2 separate regions of the Mus musculus genome follow, and region 1 is linked to region 2. The links are chromatin contacts, called in public HiChIP or PLAC-seq maps. All regions are on one chromosome and are shown on one strand. The core of a region is the stretch at or near the end of the contact, and the rest is flanking DNA. Distances in the headings are between cores, read along the strand shown. Region 1 has its middle 15 kb from the start of Gm29630. Region 2 has its middle 21 kb from the start of Nucks1.

Region 1 (5,039 bases), core at 54-2,553, 370 kb before region 2:
GAGCTCCGGGTGGAAATGTATCTAACACGGGAGACAGTGGATTCGACCACGAGGCTTGGAAGCTAGGGGTTTTTATAGAAAAGGAGTGGGGCTGGGGGAGGAATTGGCGCGGTTTCACATGATTGGTCCATTTAAACATCAGGAGCCTGTAACATTTAACTTAGGTCAGAGGGGTGGGAGATAGGGAGGTGATGGGCTTGCCCGGGCATGTCCTGGTCTGTTCTGCTATGTTCTCAGCCCCAGGTTTCAAAGCTCACAAACAACTCTTTGGGCTATTTGACATACATTACATAAATCACAGGTCTCGAGTTTTATTTCCTTTCAACACCTACTCCAACAAGGCCACACCTACTCCACAAGGCCACACCTCCTAATAGTGCTGCTCCCTGGGCCAAGCATATGCAAACCATCACACAGAGCCTGAAAAGGAGGGCTGTAAAAGACATGGGCACCTTGTAAATATCCAAGACAGAGCCATTCTTAGCGTTCCCTCTGCTGAGGAGTTACAGGGATGCACTGTCCACCTCCCTGTACATACTACTCAGTTGCCACAATGCTGCTGCTGGCTCTGGGATCCCCCGGATCTGACTACCGCCTGTTCAGCAGTCGTCACAGCCACTGGGTAGGATCCCTTGAGGCCTCTCTGCATACAGTGCTGCCTCTCACACACGCTGAATGGGCAGCTCCTGGATCCTGGCAACTGTCAGAGCCCCACACTCTAAGAACTGACTCGTGCTCCCCAAATCCCTCAGACTTTCAGCTACAGCTCCTGGGATTGCCCCTTTTTAGAAGCCTCCTTTCTCAAGCTACATGGGTGGCAGTAGAAACTAACAGGAAGACAACCCGAGAGAGACAGGCACCATAACCCCGGATGTCCTTGGGTTCACTGCAATCCTCCTGCCTCTGCTCTTGGGTTCTCAGAGCCTTGCTGAGTGTTACCTGGTACAGTTGATTCTAGAAAGTTTTTTTTTAATGCCTTGGCAAGTTCCAATTTACCCTGATGTAGACCACAATGACCTTTAAGACTCCTAGAGCAGAATCTTTCCTGATAGCCATATTGCTTAGGACTCTGTCACTCTACCCTCTGATCCTTCAGTCGCCATTGTGTCACTGGTAGGGCTATAGCAATGCTGCACCAGGCTGAGTTCTCTTATAACCTCACCCATGGTCTCCCCATTCTTTGAACCGACTCTTACTCATCCTTTGCCTTAACCATGACGTCATTTTCAAGAAGTTCCCACACCCAGTGTCTGTGGTAACTATCTCCAGACAGCCTGTGCCATCTTCAAAGGACATGACTCAGCATCTGTAACTGACTCTTGACCTCTCCATCCCAGCACCGGGCTGTGTTCCTTAAGAGCAGGAGCTGTGAGCCGGGGGTGGTGGCGCATGCCTTTAATCCCAGCACTTGGGAGGCAAAGGCAGGCGGATTTCTGAGTTTGAGGCCAGCCTGGTCTACAAAGTGAGTTCCAGGACAGCCAGAGCTATACAGAGAAACCCTGTCTCAAAAAAAACAAAAACCAAGGGGGGAAAAAAAGAGCAGGAGCTGTGTCTGCTGTTGGTATTGTTTGCCACTTTATCACAAGAGCACAGGATTGCAAATTAGTTGTTGAATTTGTATCTCTGGGTGTCCTGCACAGACAGGTTCTCTCCTTGGGAAGCAGTCTCACCATACTCCGCTCCTGAGAAACTTATCCCCCACCTCCCTCTAGCCCGAGTCCTCTCAGCGTCTATTGAAGATGGGAAAACCCAAGGTGTCTTTTTCTACTGTCACAAACCGTGCCTCTTCTGACACCTGATAAATGAGTTTCCTCCTCACATACTGAGCAATTCTGATGCCACACTCCCCAGCAGACACCAGCTGATTGTCCCCTAGTTCAGTTCTGACACTGCCTCCTGAAGAGAGGGAAAGACCCCTCAGGTGAGGGCTCCGTCCAAATATGACCTCTCCTGAGGTCTGGAGATACCATACATCCTGTGCTCTGACCAATCTGGCTCAGAAGCAGGGATTTGCAGGCCGTTCTTTGCCAACTCCTCCCTTGGGCCTGCTGTTGACCTATTATTGGAAAGGAACGGTATCCCTGTCGCCATTTTGCAGCTGTCTTCTTCGCTCTGGGTATTTCTGTTCTGCAGTCACCTCCAGGAACAACAGGGCTGAGAAACATCTGTGACTGGAATGGAATCTACCACTGCCTTCTTTCACCAAGGCCCACTTGACTAACTCTGATAATAATCAGCTAGACCCCACTCTGACTGAGGCCTTTTGTCCTGGGTCTGTCTCATGTGATTCGAATCCCTTCACCAATTCTTCTCATTTGGCTTTTTATTATTATTATTCAAATAAGGGTCTCACTCTGGAGCCATGACTGCCTTGCAACTTGCTATTGAGATGCCAAAGCTTTTAAATTCAGACTCCATTTTAGAGAACCTGACCTAAGTTTGAACTCAGGTAGACTAACAGGCTGGTATCCAGCACTAGTTTCCAAGTTGCCGCCCCCCCCCCCCAACAAAACCTGAGCCTAGCTCCAGTCTCTAGGCTAATCCCCAACAAGACCAGTGTCTCTTGGTTATCCCCCCAACAAACCTGCACCCCAGGTTACAAGCCCACCCCTTGCCTAATGACCACCAATGAAGAGGGGAGCAGAAGTTAAGTTTATGTTAGGACTCCCAGCACCAGCCAATTATGTTAAAGGCCACAGGAGCTTTCCAATTAGATGTTTGCACAAGTATTCCCTGCTTGCTGCTCACTATAAAGCCTTGCCCTGATAGACATTCGGGGCTCTCCCACCACCAAAACCATCCTGTGTGATGGTGGTGCATTGGAGGTTGGGGGAGCAAGCTAGCTCGAATAGAATAAAGACCCTGCTGTGAGTTGCATCAGATTGGCTTACTAATATTTTCCTGGCACAACACTATGTGTACTAATTATTTTGCATTTAGGCAAATGACTGAACCTGATTTTTTTTTTTTTGAACCCTCAGGATAGCTGGCCATCAGTGTGTGATATTATCTCAAAACAACAGTGAGCAGGTTGAGCTGAGCTAAGCTGAGCTGAGCTGCTGCTGGTCATTGACACAGCCCATTGACACAGTGACAGGTCATGAAACTAAGTTGGGTGTACTTCCCTTCAACTGATTTCAGGCTTCTGACCTTTAAGTACCAGTTGTGCACACGCACACGCACATGAACACATGCACACACACACACACACAGCTTCTTAGGGGTGTTTCCTTCACTGAGTATGCATAGGTGTTATGTGGATTCTTTTTATTTCTTGTCCGGTGTTCTTCTCCCTTGTTGGTGTAATATAGAGGCTGTTAAAGCCAAAAGCTCTTTCCCCAATCTCCCTTGATGCTCAAGATTAAACATACAACACAGAGCCAGGGGCAGCAGGGAACCCTTGTTGTCCTGTCTTAATTACATGCTGGTCTCGTAGCCTGAGCAGAACTTGTTGCAGCAGTAGTAAGGTATCAGGACAATGTGGGTCAGCCTTTCTCCTCTTCTTCCTCCTCCTCTCTTCTTCCTCCTCTCCTGTCCCTCCTTTTCCTCCTCCTTCTCTTCTTCTTCTTTGTCCAAGACAGGGTCTCTCTGTAACCCTGGCTGTTGTGGAACTCACTCTGTAGACCAAACTGGCTTTAAACTTAGAGATCCTCCTACCTCTGACTTTCTAGTGCTGGGATTAAAGGTGTGCACCACCATGCCTGGCTTTCTCTTCTTTTTAAATGTTTTTTTTAATTGTGTAGAGTGTTTTGCCTGCATGTATATTTGTGTACCATATGCATGAGGTGCCCATGGAGACCAGAGAAAGGCATCATATCTGAAACTGGAGTTGCAGCCAATTGTGAGCCACCGTGTGGGTGCTGGAAGTCAACCCCGAGTCCTCTGGAAGAGTAGCTGGTTTGCTCTTGAAACTGAGGCTTCTTTCAGAGTCTCAAAAGGTCTATGACATAGAATAGTGGATGCAGCTCAGTGAGATCCAACGTCTCTCAAGATTTCCAATAATGTAGCTATTTTCAAATGATTCTTTTGAGATTTACTCACGTGTGTTGTTTGCATGAATGTCTATGTGCCATGTATGTACAGTGCCCACAGGACAATAAGATGGTATTGGATCTCCTTAGGACTGGAGTTACAGATTAGCTACCATGTTGGGTGTGGGGTATTGAAAACTGAATCTCTGGAAGAGCCGTTAAGTTCTCTTAACCACTGAACTATCTCTCCAGGCCCTCAGATTTTCTTAGTCACAAAGAGATATGTCTCCAGGGCACTAGATAAAGGATTGCTGGAAAATTGTTAAAATTACTGTTCTCTCTTTTTTTTATTGTTTGTTTGGTTTTTTTTGTTTTTTTGTTTTTCGAGACAGGGCTTCTCTGTAAAGCCCTGGATGTCCTGGAACTCACTTTGTAGACCAGGCTGGCCTCGAACTCAGAAATCCGCCTGCCTCTGCCTCCCAAGTGCTGGGATTAAGGCATGCGCCACCACTTCCGGCTTACTGTTCTCATTAATAATAAGTTCTATAGCTTTATATTATGTTTATTTTCATGTTGGAGGTGTGACTTACTAATTAGCAGCTGAACTTTCTCTTAGTGCCAAGCTGCCTTGAGCAATAGATCTGTCCATCTGACAGATACCCACACGAGCACTCCATAGATGTCTCAAGACAAGTCTGCAAATGACAGCAGCTGAGGGGGGGGGTCTCAGTCACGGTTTGGACTGTTTGTGTCAGGTGTGTGCAATCACAAGCCTGAAAGAGCCATTCCTAACTTGGCCACAGGGAGGCGCATTTATCCAGCAGAGGGACTGATATGACTGAGACACTCATGATTGGTTCCAAAACAAAGCCGTAAAGACTGGTTGGTGCTGCAGGACAAGCTATGAACGAAGTCTGCCATGATTGGTCTAAGCAAGCCATCTCTGGATATGTAAGCAGGTTACATAAACTCACCTAGCATACTAACTGGGAGACATTTTCCTATGTTGCCTCTCCTTGTATAGCAGTTTCCTGGAAATAAAACATCGTCCTGGAGGGAGGCTCCTTA
Region 2 (5,734 bases), core at 874-3,373:
GAAAAAAAGGCAAAAAAGGTTGGAGTGATGAGCTTCAAGAAAAAAAATGATCCACTCTTTCTAGATTTGAGGAAGAATGGAGGAGCTCACGAGGCAAGGAATGGGAGCAGTCCCCAGAAGCTAGAAAATTCAGAAAACACATACATAAAAAAATCCCTCCACAAATATATGTATGTGCATGTACATGTATAGTATATGTTTATGTATATATATATATATATATATATATATATGTATTGTATATGTGTATGTATATGTATGATATATGCATATGTATATGTTTTGTTTCCTCTAAAAGCCATCAGCCTGGCCCATACCTTAATGTAAGCCTAATGGACTTCATACAACCAAAACCGTGGGCTAATACATTTGTCACTTTGACATTTTAGCCTTTTTAAGGAAGTTATGATTGTGGATTCTTTGTTTCAGTCAGAAAAACAAACCCCTCTGTAGTCCAACTGCTTCAGTGTTATGTGTATCGTCCCCCCCACCCCCCCCCATACTCTGTATGTGTGTTACAGAGATTTGAACCCAGGATCTTGTATAAACACTCTTCATTTGTTTTAAATCCTTAGACTTTTAAAAAAAGATCCTTAGATCCAACTCCAATTTTTTTTTAAAGGTTTATTATTCCTTTTTCTTTCATTGAGACAGGATCTCAATGGTAGTCCATGTGATCCTGAAACTCATTTCATGGCCCAGGTTTGTCTTGAAGTTGAGGCAATCATCCTGCTGAAAAGTCAGCTCAGGAACTCTGGGAAGGTCAGGACACACTAGCCCCTTGAAGGGAGAGGCGAATTAACATTTTTCAGACCACAGGGCAGGAACCGACCTGCGGGTGGGAACACATTCTGTAGGATGGACTGTTGCCTACCTCCAGACAATGGAAGTCCTTGTCACCTTATTCCCTAGAGACCAATCAGTTTAAAGGGTGCACTGTTCTGTGCACAGTTGCTGATTCTCTATACTGTCCCCCCGGAAACCATATAAAAACTCACTGAATGGTTACTGGGGGTCGCAGCCTCTCCTTCAGGTCTGGGAATACCCCAGTGCTTTGGAAAAATAAATTCCTCTTGTTTTTTTGCATCAATCCCTGATCCACGTGGCTCACTCAGGGGGTCCCTGGTAAGCTAAGGCTCCCTTGAGTCTTACACTGTCTCAGCCTCTCAAGTGCTAGGATGCAGGTATGAAGACACCAATTTTCTTTTTTTTTAAATCTTGAGACAGTTTTGATAATTTGTGAAGGATAATCTTGAATTCACTCTGTAGACAAGGAAGGAAGGTCTTGAACCAGGGATCTTCCTGCCTCAGTTTACCAAGTAGCTGGAATTACTGGCTGTTTGGTTTCAGACCTGTGGACAAGGGACCAAGGTGCATATTTTACACATCAAAACAGGCTGGGCCTACAGGTTCTCCCAGCATCCTTCAGTCCTTACCTGACATACCCTGTCCCCAGTCCTTACTTTTCCTGCCCAGGGGTTGGGCTGCCTTTCCCCCAAAGATCTTCCCTATATAATCCAGACATTTTGGGCTCCCTACTCTTCTCTGTGTCCCGAAGCTCTTTCTGTCTCTATTCTCTCATGCCCCCTCCATGGTGACTTCCTTGGCCTAGGTCCCTGGGGCCAGTGAACTTGCCCTAGAGCAGCTTTCCAATAAACCTGCCTATATAATTTAATCTGGCTTGAATTGGCTCATTTCACCGGTGAAGCAATAACTCATCACTGTTCTGTACCACCAGCCCTAGTTTTGACATGACTTATACAACTCCTTTGTTTGAGCCTGCTGCTAACTTCATCCTTCCATTTCTACTCCTGCAGTGGTCTGTGTCCCTCTGAAGGTCACATCTTGAAATTTCCTGTGTGTTGGTATTAAGAGGTGGAGCGTTAGAGGGGTGACTAGGTCATAAGGGTGGAGTCCTACGAAAGAGATTATTGCACTTTAAAAGATTAGGGAAATGGCCCAGTAGGAGAAGCAGTTGGTATGTAAACATGGGGAACTGAATTTGAATGCCCAGAACCAATATCAAAACTGAGCACAATAGTACTTATCTGTACTCCCAGTGCTCCCAGGGAAAGATGGGAAAAAAAAACAAGAGAATCCTTGAAAGCTAGTTAAGTTTTATAGCCTGACACACCCAGTGGCAAACAACAAAGAGACCCTATTTCAAACAACACCCAAAGCAAGGACCAACACCCAAGGTCGTCCTCTGTCAAATGTAGGCCGCGGTACACCGGTCCCCCCTCCCCCCCCAAAGTTACAAAGTCACAAGTACCTAGCACCTGGGACAAGGTGGATATACCACTATTGGTTAAGTAATTGACCTAAGCAATGTAGTAATCATCTTTTTAACCTAATTAGTACCTCCCTACACAGAAACCATTTAGACAATGGTATAAGACTTCTAAGCTTGCTGGGCAGTGGTGGCACATACTTTTAATCCCAGCACTTGAGAGACAGAGGCAGGAGGATTTCTGAGTTCGAGGCCAGCCTGGTCTACAGAGTGAGTTCCAGGACAGCCAGGGCTACACAGAGAAACCCTGTCTCGAAAACAAACAAACAAACAAACAAACAAACACCTTCTAAACTCCCTTTCCTCCCAACCTGAAATCCTAACTCAGCTCTTTCTGAATTTTTATTCATCTCAAATCCTACCTTGAAAATTGTCTTGCTGGTGGGTGATGTTCACCTGCAATCTCAGCTCCCAGGGGCGGGTGTGTGTGTGTGTGTGTGTGTGTGTGTAAGTAGGAGCATTGGAGCAATGGGAGGTGGAAGCACGAGCATTGGGGGCAGTTCAGTGTAAACGGAGGTATCAGTTGCATCACTGGGACTATTAAATAGTACGGTTTTATACTTTCCTTCTTTTTTAGCACTTTAGATCAAAGCCTAAGTATTACATGAATGGTAAGTGCTCTACCACTAAGGCACATCTCCAGTCCCATCTTCATTTTCCATAGTGACTAGCTTTTAATTTTCTTTCACTATAAAAATATAGAAGTAATTAAGGTTGTAGCTCGGGTTAGTAGAGTGCTTGCCTGGGATTGATCCCAGCACTGCATAAACTGGGCTTAGTCATGTGTGCCTGTGATTCTAGCACTAGGGAGGCAGACACAGGACAACCAGAAATTCAAGGCCATCCTTACTACATAGGGAGTCTGAGGTAAGCTTGGGCTACCTGACACCTTCCCTCAATTTTATACACACAGGAAAGAACCCCGTCATTCGCTCTCTCTCTCATATATATATATATATATATATATATATATATATATATATATATGTCACTGTCTTCAAACACACCAGAAGAGGGTATCAGACCCCATTACAGATGATTGTGAGCCACCATGTGATTGCTAGGAATTGAACTCAGGACCTCTGGAAGAGCAGTCAGTCAGCAGCATCTCTCCAGCCCCTCTTTTTACATTTTATTTAGATCTTTTATTCCATTCATTGTTCATATAAACAAGGTTTAATGTCTGACACATGCTTTGTAGGTATTAGATGCAAAGTCATTAAAACATAGGCCCTTCTTGCTGGGTATGGTGGCATATGCCTGTGATCCTAGCACTCAAGATCACAAGTTCCAGACCAGCCTGGGCCACATAGTGAGTTCTAGATCAGGCTGAACATCATAGCAAGACTCTGTCTCAGGAAAGATAGCTCAGTGGATAAAGAAAGACATTTGTCACCAAATCTGATGACCTGACTAGATTCCCGGGACTCACTCTAGAAGGACTACCCTGCAAGCTGTCCTCTGACTTTTACATACTCATAGGTATACACACACACACACATGAAATAAATAAGTAAATAGTTTTTTAAAAAAGGAAAACTATAGGGGGCTGGAGAGGTGGCTCAGCAGTTAAGAGCACTGGCTGCTCTTTCAGAGGTCCTGAGTTCAATTCCCAGCAACTACATGATGGCTCACAATCATCTGTAATGAGATCTGATGCTCTCTTCTGATGCATCTGAAAACAGCTACACTATACTAATATTAAATAAATAAATAAATAAATAGATAAATAAATAAATCTTAAACAAAAAAGGAAAACAATATATACATATGATATATGTATGATTTCTTCCCCAATGTAAGTCAGCCAATTAGAGCAAGAGAACTAAATTAGCAATTACACACACACACACAAAGAGAATATGTGATTTATAGTCACACCCCAGTTACCATTAGCTCCTACCAGCAAATGTTGGAAATTAGAATGACCGTTACCATCCCTGAATTTGCACATGACCTTGCGTATGATTTTTCTGTGTGTGAGTGTAAGTTGTACCATGGCACACATATGGAGGTCAGAGAACAACTCTTCGGGTTATTTCTCCATTCTCACCTCGAGGGACTGGGTCTCTGGTTTCTACTGCACTGCATATACTAGGCTAAGAGGCCTGGGAACTTCCAGCATCCTCTTCCTCCACTTTCTATCTCACTGTTAGAGTTCTGGAATTACAGACACACCATCATATCAGGCTTGTTGTATTCCAGGGAACTTGGGTCATCAGGCATGAATCAAGGATATTGTTATGATTCTCTAAAATTAATCCCTATGTTTGACGTGAGCCTTACAAAATCCACATAGAATTTATTATGAATTCATCAATACTGTCAAGTTTAGTAAGAAGGATAAATGCCAAGATTGTTTTTTAAATGTGTGAAGAACAATTAGAAATATCTTGCCTGAAGAGGCCAACTCATAGCTAAAGACATTGGTAGTCGGGCAACACATTATTGACCTTGTATGAGAATTAGCGTATTGAACACTCGTTCCAGAAACACCCTTATTTAAACCTTGGTTTTATTGAGCTTTCAAGTTAGAGAGGAAGCAACAGAGTATTTGATGAGCACTGTTGGGATAATCACCTGTTTGGGGGAAAGGATCTCATACTTGAATTGAGTAGCACTAGAGTGTAGCTCAGTCTAGAGCGTAGCTCAGTCTAGTCTAGAGCGTAGCTCAGTCTAGTCTAGAGCGTAGCTCAGTCTAGTCTAGAGTGTAGCTCAGTCTAGAGCACTTGCCAAGAGACCCTGGGTTTGATCTTTAGCATCACAAAATGAAACGCTGAGCCTCTCTTTCCTTGTTTATCTCTTTCTTACAGTCGCTGTGAAAATGAAAAACGGTCTGCATGAGGTGCTTCGGAGCATCTGTGACTTATAAACCCAGTTACCGTTAGCTTCCACCAGTAACAGTTGCAAATTAGTTACAATCCCTGACCTTTGTAAACAAGCAAATGAAACTCTGTTATTCACTACGTTTGATGGTGTCTCTCAGTACAACTGGCCACTGAAATATTGTACAAAATGCCTGTAGCACTTGCTATTCAGGCTGCAGCTGGTTTGCCACAAATTTCATAACTCACCTCTACATCACACATGGACACGTCCTTAAAAGCAATATATCTATCACAAACCAAGAGCTTCAAACCCCAAAGGACTCAGTTCTGTTTCTCTAAATGTCTGAGCTTAATTTCCAAAAAGGTTTTTTTTTTTTTTTTTTTTTTTTTTTTTTTTAGGCCAAATGTTTCCCAGAAACCTAAGTGACAGAGTAGAGCCGGGGAATGAGGAGACGTGAAGTTATGTCTTGGCTCAATTACAAATGCAACCAGCTGCCTTACAGTTAGTCAAATTTTTGAGACATTTGTTCCCTCAAGCATAAAATAGAAAGAATTGCTGCTTTTCTTATTCCAAAAGGCAGTATAAGAGGCTCACACACCTTGTGGATCTGAGTGA

What was found. HiChIP or PLAC-seq counts read pairs in DNA pulled down with a chosen protein or histone mark.
Region 1: a contact with region 2 is called in an H3K27ac HiChIP or PLAC-seq map of embryonic stem cells, with 13 read pairs. The contact joins two enhancer-like sites. A contact is called at or near these places in 1 of 115 datasets of contacts at active chromatin or transcription factors (embryonic stem cells) and 1 of 9 other capture datasets (adipose tissue).

Annotation. Positions count from the first base shown.
Region 1 is chr1:132,261,000-132,266,038 of GRCm38.p6, reverse strand. No RefSeq gene overlaps it. Among named protein-coding and RNA genes, the nearest start is that of Gm29630, 15 kb to the left of the region's middle. Within about 2 kb of position 1,303, at least 76 of the 459 cell types and tissues checked have an H3K27ac peak or open chromatin away from gene starts, as enhancers often do. A contact at or near this core is called in embryonic stem cells, where this site is marked.
Region 2 is chr1:131,886,715-131,892,448 of GRCm38.p6, reverse strand. No RefSeq gene overlaps it. Among named protein-coding and RNA genes, the nearest start is that of Nucks1, 21 kb to the left of the region's middle. Within about 2 kb of position 2,123, at least 8 of the 459 cell types and tissues checked have an H3K27ac peak or open chromatin away from gene starts, as enhancers often do. A contact at or near this core is called in embryonic stem cells, where this site is marked.